Linked DNA regions of Triticum aestivum: region 1 is linked to region 2. The links are chromatin contacts, called in public Hi-C maps. All regions are on one chromosome and are shown on one strand. Each heading gives the region's core, a stretch centred on a gene start, on an enhancer-like site or on the middle of the called end of the contact. The rest is flanking DNA. Distances are from core to core; before and after follow the strand shown.

Region 1 (4,315 bases), core at 1,209-3,708, 150 kb before region 2:
AAATTTGGATCCAATCAGGCCTCTCAAACCGCCCTCAAACGCCCGGAGTGACCGACACCCCTCATATCCAGCCCAAATATGAGGCGGTCCGAACGCGCCCGCCACGTCGACTTGGCCCGGCCTGGCCCATGCCTGCCCCACAAATATCGCCGTCGACCGAAGCAGCTGCCTCCGGTGGGGACTCAGGCTCCGACTGGTCTAGCCTATTGCGCAAAGAGGACCCCGACGATGTGAAGGAGGTCGCCCTCCGCATTGCATTGAGGCATTCGGTCGTCGACCAAGGCGGATCCGACAGCGGCAGATCCACTTCGACAGTGCCCGACGCCCGTCGACATCGCCGGTCCTTACCGCTAGGCGCGCAGCTCCAACCACTTTGCTCCGCTCCTCCAGGTACGCCGCCCACCACCAACACCCTCTGCTTCGGAGGTTGGTGCCCAGCCACCGCCGGGTCCTCGTGCCCGCGGCAGGGCCAACATGCACTCGAACGCCCGAGTCAAAGGCACGAGCAGGCAGCAGGCGAGGGCATCGGCATCCCAGTCGATGTCCGCGCATCGATCGATCCTGAGGCAACACTCACGACGGCGGAGACATATGCATGGCGCCTCCACCGCAAGAATGCGGCACTCCGACTCGCCATTCAACTGTCAGAGCACGAGGCAACAAAGGAGGCGGCAGCGAAGGCGGCTCGCCATGCCAAGGAGCAGGACCGCCTGCTCCACGCCAACAACCGAAAGGGAAAGGGGCCAGCAAGGAAATGATGATTTCCCCCACCCTTCATCCCTCTATTTATATTTTATCTATGTTTGTAGTATGGATATGCACTGTCCGCCGTTGAGCTCCGATGAATCATGTTACTTTTTGTCCAGCTAATCCGATGAACTGGGCTATGATCATGTATTTTACATACCATTGCATGAATTGCATGGTTTTGAGGTTTAGGATACAAGGGACGCGAGCATGCAAGATGAAATATAAGGCGTGCCCGCCGAGTTTGAGGGGTCGGATTTGCCATATATACCAAACACTGAACACTGTCAAGAGAATGCAGCAGGCTATTACTACTACATAACAAGAACCAAACTTAGATATCACCAGGCAGCCAGACAAACAGAAGCACCAACAACAGGCCACTCAAAAAGTGCATGACATAGAACACGTTGGTACAACGTTCAGGCTGGCAAACGGGCAAGCATAATTAACAAAATTTGACCAGTACACATTCAGGATAACTAGTTACTTGAAAAGTAAGGTTCAGCAGGGCTTCATTTTCCCATAAACAGGCGTGCAGCTTAGTCGCCCTTCCGGCGGAAGGAGCATCCCTCGGTGAGCCTCGCTTTTCCTCCGGTGGGTTGGCAGAGCACCGTCTGGCAGCCAGGGCACACCACCACGGTCTGAGAGTGGCTGAACACAGTTGTTCTGCGATCAATGCAACAGAGTCAGATATATGATACGTGAATGAACAAGAGCAAGCTTCAGTAATAACGAATAAACTGGAATTGGTTGATACGTAGATATAATTCAAGTCAGGGCCAGGCAAACAGCATGGGTAATCAGGGAGGTGAGGAGGAATGATCATGGAAACTAGCAATCAGCTCAACATTTCGAGCTGAACCATCAGGTGACGTTTGTATGTTGTATAAATGCACGCAAACTAACCCAACTTCGACGAACATCAACGAACCACAACGTCGTACAAGATGCACCGGGTGCTAAATCTACATATTTTCTCATATAGCAGGCAGTTCTATGTGCATAAACCTAACCTTTATGCCATTCCTAAAGCAGAGCAATCTAAATCATTGATAGCATCTTTTTTACATCAAGTGCCCAAGTCAAGAATCCAATCCACCATCTTAATGTTACTGTGCAGTATATTATTAACTATGAACACAAGAAGACTAAAGCGCGGAAAAGATCATACGCTCTTACATGTTGAAGCAGCCCTGGCACTTGACATCCTGCACGGACGGAACACAAAGACAAGCACGTAATTAGGGGCCGAGCCAGGAGAGCAGTCAAAGGAACGGGAACCCCCAGATTGATCCTACGTGATCTGATGCGCACGTACCATGAAGAAGGAGTTGGGGGACTGCACGAGGCGCTTCTTCTTGTGCTTGAGCTTCTCGAGCTCCGCCGGCGGGTTGAGGAGGTCGATGTCGTTCTGCAGCACCTGCTCCGTTCGATTCCCAACCGAGACAACAGACAGATTAGATCACAAGAGATGCGCAAGTCTCGGATCAAACGAACGAGCAAACATTCGGACAAAAATCGAAGGGGATAAAAGCCGCGATGTATCCTCGCCGTACCATCTTGACGGGCGGCGGCGGTCTTCGCGTGGGAGAGGATGCGGGGACGGGGTGGCGGCGGTGGAGAGGAGCGGAGGCGCTAGGGCTGGAGGCCGTGGGCGTGGGGACTTCATGGTGGCTTTATGAGTAGGCTCGGTGCATCTGGGGCGTCCATCCCGTTTGATCTGGGCTTCGTACGGCGGTGCGGCCGTGCTGGGCTGGGCTGGGCAGTAGGTATAGGGCCGATACGCATGTGTCGCAGTGGCCATGGCGAAATCACTTAAGGGTAGTCGCTTTGGCGAAATCACTTAAGGGTAGTCGCTTCCGCTGGTTCCTATTCGGCGCCTTAAGCGCCCGCTACAGTACTAATTACAAACGGGCGCATACCCCCCCACCGCTGGGCCGGCCCATCTGGCTTTTCTCTCTGTAGTTATCACACTGCAAAAAAGTCTGCTAGTAGCAGGAATCGAACCGGGGACGTCCCACCCCGCCATCACCAACAAGACATGCTAACTTTCATATTTTTATCTCTTTTGTTCTTTCTTTTATTCTTCTGTTTTCGTTTTTTTTCTTTTTTTCCTGTTCTTCTTCCTAGGTTCGTGAACTTTTCCAAATTCGTGAAATCCTTCTTCAAAATCGATGAACTTTTATTAAATTCAATGAACTTTTATTCAAATTTGATGAACTTTTTTCAAATATAGTGAACTTTTTTCCAAATTTGATGATTTTTTTTCAAATTCAATGAACTTTTCTTTAAATCTGATGAACTCTTTTCAAGATTGGTGAACTTTTTTCAAAATCGATCAACTTTTTTGAAAAGTGATGAACTTTTTCCAAATTTCATGAACTTTTTTCCAATATTTGATGAACTTTTTCTAAAATTGATGAACTTTTTTCAAATTGAGGAATTCTTTTTCAAAATTAATGATTTTTTTTGAAAAGTCAACACAGTCAACTGCGAATTGGTCAAAAGTTGAACGGTCAACGGGTCTGTTGAATCTAACGGGCCTTTTTTCTGTTTGTCAAGCTATCGAAGAAGGGATCGATCCAGCTAAATGGGACGGCCCATGTGAGCTGGGACGTGAGCGCCAGCATGCAAAAGCGGCGCATAAGGCGCCAATGAGGAGGACTCGTCGCTTCCACCTTTCCCTAAAAAAAAAGTCGCTCCCACCTTTCCACTTGCGGCAAGTGGCGCAGCAATCTGTGAGGTTTAACAACCCTAAAAAAACAATCTGTGAGTTTCAACTTTTTCATAAATCTGTTTATTGAAAACGTTTTATCTTTTAAATTATGCGTTCAAATTGTGGATCGTTTTCATTGTTGGATTTCTCGCGCTGAGATTTTCAAAACTAGATCCATGTTAACATGTTTCGACGAACTTTTCTTCACAAAACAAACGAGAAGAAAAAAATGAGTTGGAAGCATAGTCTTTGCCCATTCCAGAGGCACAACGTCTCTCCGAAAGCAAAGTTGTGCTATTCATGGAAGAAAGAAAATGCATTTTTTTACTTCCCAAGAGCGCGGAAGCAAAACCGTGCCTCCACAAGAAGCAAGTTTGTGCCTCTCATTAAAAAAACCCGCGTTATTTACCTTTCTGAGAGGCACAACAATGCCTTCATGGAAGAGAATGTGTGCCTGCATGAGAAGCAAATTTGTGTCTCACGCGGAAGCAGAAAAACATCTTTTCTCCTTCTAGAGTTATGCCTCTCGCGGAAGCAAAAAAACACATTTCGCGCAAATTTTTTATTTGAATTTTTTTACTTTCAAAACCGATGGAAAATCCGGCAAAACTTGAAAAGCCGAAAAAAATAGGTTCCTAAACCCGAAAGCCCGAACATGATAATAAAATCCCAACGGTGCGTCCAGCATGCGACACATTGTGTCGGTTGAGAGGCAACCCCCCGACCCCCACCCTTTTTGGGCCGGCCCATGTGCAGGGCACCCTTATTTCTTCTTTGTTTTTTCCTTTTTTTCTTTAAATAATTTGGGATCTCAAAAAGTTCCAAATTTATAAAATAGATAATTTTAAA
Region 2 (4,080 bases), core at 1,286-3,785:
CTCACACCCACACCCCACGCGCGCGGCTCATCTCGTCAACAAAATGGCCTTTCAGCGCACTGCTCATGAGCAGTCCACGGAAGTGCCGGGAGTTTGTTCTCTATTATCCCGCACTGCTACACCCCCTCAGATTAATCAATCATTGGAAACTTCCACTGGTCACCTCGTCCTCCGCACAATCGGACAATCCGTTCGGCGAATCGCGCGGCGACACCGCGCGCGATCGCCTAATTCGATCCGGTGACGGACTGACAGAACTGAGGTCACCTAGCCCGATTAAGAATTTGAGATAAGCAAGGGTGGGTCAAGCGGAGGACGATCACCAGACAGCTAGCTAATTAGCTACTAGCAATTGGTTAATTGTTAAAGGTCTTGGACAAATTTGGTGAGGTCTCAGTCTTTCAGAGAAGAGACACACGTAGCAGGGAAGGGAGCTGGTAGCTAGCTAGCTACAGGGCTACAATGGCCGTTGGGTTGGGTAGCACCGGCGAGTCTGAACTCTGAAGCTTCTTCGTTGCCGGGGCCGGCCGGCCGGCCGACATATCTGTTAGCTAGCTGTGGCCTGTAGGTGGTGATTGATGTAAATCGTCTGACGGCCGGGATCTTCGTCGTCTATAACTAATCGCGACATGACCTGCGTTTCTTGGAAATTAAGGATTGTGAGCTTCACATTTCCGTTCCTTTACATATGTGTCAACATGAGTGCTGTTAGGAATGATTACGCCTGCGTTTCTTCAGAAATAAGGATTGTGAGCTTCACATTTGTATCTATTAGTTACGGGCCGGCCTCTAAAATTTGTCCATGCGTGGCATCTGAATGAATAGATCTCTACTGAACTATGATGTCATATCTTGTGAAGGTTGTAGCCCGCCCTCGTACCTACAATTGGACAAAATACCACATTAAATCATTTGAACTTCGGGGGAAAAGCCGCTGGCAACAGCTCACTCTCGAACCTATGAAGATCACTGTCACCACACTGAATAATGTTGCCATGCATTGAAGACTCCCTAGTTTGATACTCCGGCCTGTGGTGATTAGATTTCTGGGTTTTCACAAAATAAAAATAGATGAAGGAAAATAAATTAAATGGGATGTGACCTATGTTTCCTGATAATATAGGCATGATGGTGACATTCAAAAGTATCTTTTGATGGCATGAAATGAATCAAACCTCACAAATTAGTAAAATTATTTCGATGATTTGATTTGCATATCTCCTAGATATTCTCTCAGAACTACGAATAATCGCAAACTTGATACGTGCACACTATATTTATCTATTTGAGCCGAGGAACAGAGACAATACTATACACATTTCATCACAAACTGCACCCGACTGTTCACCGGATTTCCGCCGAATCCTGCGCCTTTCGGGGCTGGCCCGCCGCTCAGCGAGACGACCCGCAAAGCAACGGCAAGGGGGGTTGAGGGGTCAAATTCATGATTGGAGGGGGACCACGGAAACACTCGTCCTTGCACATCACTACCACATGTCCAATTTCAAAAGCAAGTGCTGCCACCAAACGGAAAAATAAAGGGTTTGTGGGGGCATCAGTTATCTCATCATCATATCTGGTGTTAGCTAGCTAGGGGCCTCCTGTTCATGCACTTTCTTCAACCGGAGAAGAGAAGAGAAGAGAAGAAGATTTGGTCGTGCTGCAAATGCATGTGTGTAGATGTAGGTAGGGCTGGCTTTCTGTGAGATGTCAGCGTCGTACCCCGGTGCATGGAGTTGCTTAGGAGCATCTGATGATGATCAGTTGGGAGATACGGAAGGTTGGGAGGGGGGAGGGAAAGAGGGTTTTAGGTCTACCAACTGGTGGTTAGGGGACTAATACGTCTTAACAGATGCCGTCACCTACTGAAAGCGAGAAGGGAGGGGATCGATCGGATTGGTGCCCTTGCAATCAAGGCGTCCGGGGAGAATCAGCTAGAAATGGCAACTTGGGGGGCCCTTTCAGCTGAAAACACACCCAGCAAGTGAGGAGGGTAATGGACCTGCTTTTCTGTGCACTGAGTGGACTAACTGAACTGCCTGCCCAACAGGTATGCTCGCTGCAAGGTCACTCAAAACTGGCAAGAATCTACGGGTTTCTATAGCAGCATAAAAGCGAGAGCTCCCTTTTTTCCCCACTCCGTTCCGCGGCCTTCCCGTCAAATTTGAAATTCTCAATTGTCTAATTGTTCAGAACCAAAAATAAATAAACACTTGCATGTGGAAGCATATTCTTCAGAGTTACTAAGATATACCTGCAACCAACCGTATGATGTTGGTTTTATCATGTGAGTCACAACTAAACTAAAGTACACATGTATGTATTGCATGCCTAAAAGGCGCATCAGTCTCATGTCGACGGCGGAGATCGAGGGTCGGTCTCCCGATCTCGGCCGTCGATGTCCCTGTGGCCTGAGCGTGACGCACGCGCTCAAAGCAGCAATCCTATACGTGAGAAAACGAGTGGGGTAAAGAGGAGATAGGGAGGAATAAGCGAGAGGGAAACAAACAAAAACGGTGGTGGGGTTTCTTTAGGATTTGCGGGGCGGGGGGATAGTGTTAGGCAGGCCCTCCTCATTGGCGCAAGCAGCCCCGGAGTATATTATTGCTCAGGGAAGGAGGCAGGAGGAGCTACAACAACCAAAAGAGAAGAGACCAACACCAAAAGCAGCAAGATATATACAATCCCAGGAGCGTTCTTGGTTATTTTAAGCCCACACCCTCGCTGCTAATCCCCTCTTTAGAATCCTCGGGATCGGCCCTCTGTCCCCGGCCGGTCTTCTGCTAGGTGGTTCCTGTCAGAAGAACTCTGATCAGATAGCACCCAAGAAGAAGAAGCTCTTGCTCTTGCTTGGCCTCAAAGCCAGTTCTTGCAGAGGTATGTGTAGAGGTTCATCTTATCAAGCTTGCCTTGCTCTTTGCATCCATCAAATTTGTAGATGATTCAGTGAGCAACAGGTTTCTGTTAGGTGTTTTGGTCTCTATATGGATTCTTGGTGTTGTTGTGGCTTCTTGCTTGTTGAGCTTTCTGTTCCTGGTTAACTACTTGTGGTTGGCTGGTGCAGCACCATACCAACTTGAAAAATTGCTTCCTGTTCTGGCTGATTCTTAGCAAGTTTGGTCTCTGAATTGCCAAGTGGTAGTAGTAACTAGTAGTAACTGATATTTTTGTGTGTTCTTAGTTTCTCCCAAGTCATGTCCAGTTAGGCCTTTTCCCCCCTTGATAGGTACCACTGATTTGGACTGGTGTTTTCCTGAAATTATATGCTGGTTTCATCAGCTGAGTGAAAAGGCTTCGGTTTCTTTTTGTATGCAGGTACTTCAGAAAGAAGATTGAGGTGTTGTGTGTTTGGGAAGTACAGTGATCTGAAGTTTGTCCTCCCAGGTAGATATATAGATGCTTTCAATTCTGTTGGGTCCATTCTATCCTTTTGATTTACTTCGCTTGCAGTAGAATTCTTTCACCCCTCTTGTAATTTTCTGAATGAATTTGTAGTTATTCTTGCCTAGTCCACTCATATCATAATGATACTTCTGCCTAATTTAGTACAGTATGTAGATGCACAGTTGTACTAGCGCACCATGTTTTTACCATCTTTCCTTTGCTCCAAATCTTGCTATTTACTACTGTAATTTGAATTTAGGAGCAAGATGAAATCGCCTTCTGGCAATTCTGAGCGGGATTTACTGACCGTTTCCAATCCTCTATTTCTTCAGTTCGACACTCAAGACAAAACTTGAACCTTACCAAGCGTCGACAGTACAGTAGTACGCTTCTGATGATAGATTGCATTTGCATCTGAAGAGGATCGGATGGCCACGTTCTTCTCCACTTCAAACGATCAGAGGGGCCTCGCCGGCGGCGGCGGAGGTGCCGGCGACATGTCATTCCACCACCACTACCCCATGTCCAACCAATACCCAGACTCGTCGATCGGCGGCCTGATCCCGCTCCCGGCGTCCATCGTGCAGCAGAGCCACATAGCGCACGGCGGCGGCGGCGGCGATGGCCGAGACGACGAGCAGGCCGCGTTCATGGGCTCGAGGGACGGCTCCGAGCTCGGCGGCCTGCAGACGCAGA

Evidence for each region. A called contact is a pair of places that touch in the nucleus more often than the background predicts.
Region 1: a contact with region 2 is called in a Hi-C map of leaf, with 4 times the contacts expected there. The contact joins the promoter of LOC123093263 here to the promoter of LOC123093261 in region 2. A contact is called at or near these places in 4 of 5 Hi-C or Micro-C datasets (leaf and root).

Annotation. Positions count from the first base shown.
Region 1 is chr4B:562,926,919-562,931,233 of IWGSC CS RefSeq v2.1, reverse strand. LOC123093263 (40S ribosomal protein S27) reads right to left here and starts at 2,458. Exons shown (of 4, transcript XM_044515179.1): 1 at 2,307-2,458; 2 at 2,069-2,170; 3 at 1,930-1,958; 4 at 1,126-1,416. The coding sequence starts at 2,309. The coding sequence ends at 1,290.
Region 2 is chr4B:562,772,507-562,776,586 of IWGSC CS RefSeq v2.1, reverse strand. LOC123093261 (BEL1-like homeodomain protein 7) reads left to right here and starts at 2,535. Exons shown (of 4, transcript XM_044515178.1): 1 at 2,535-2,877; 2 at 3,316-3,384; 3 at 3,717-4,080. The coding sequence starts at 3,813.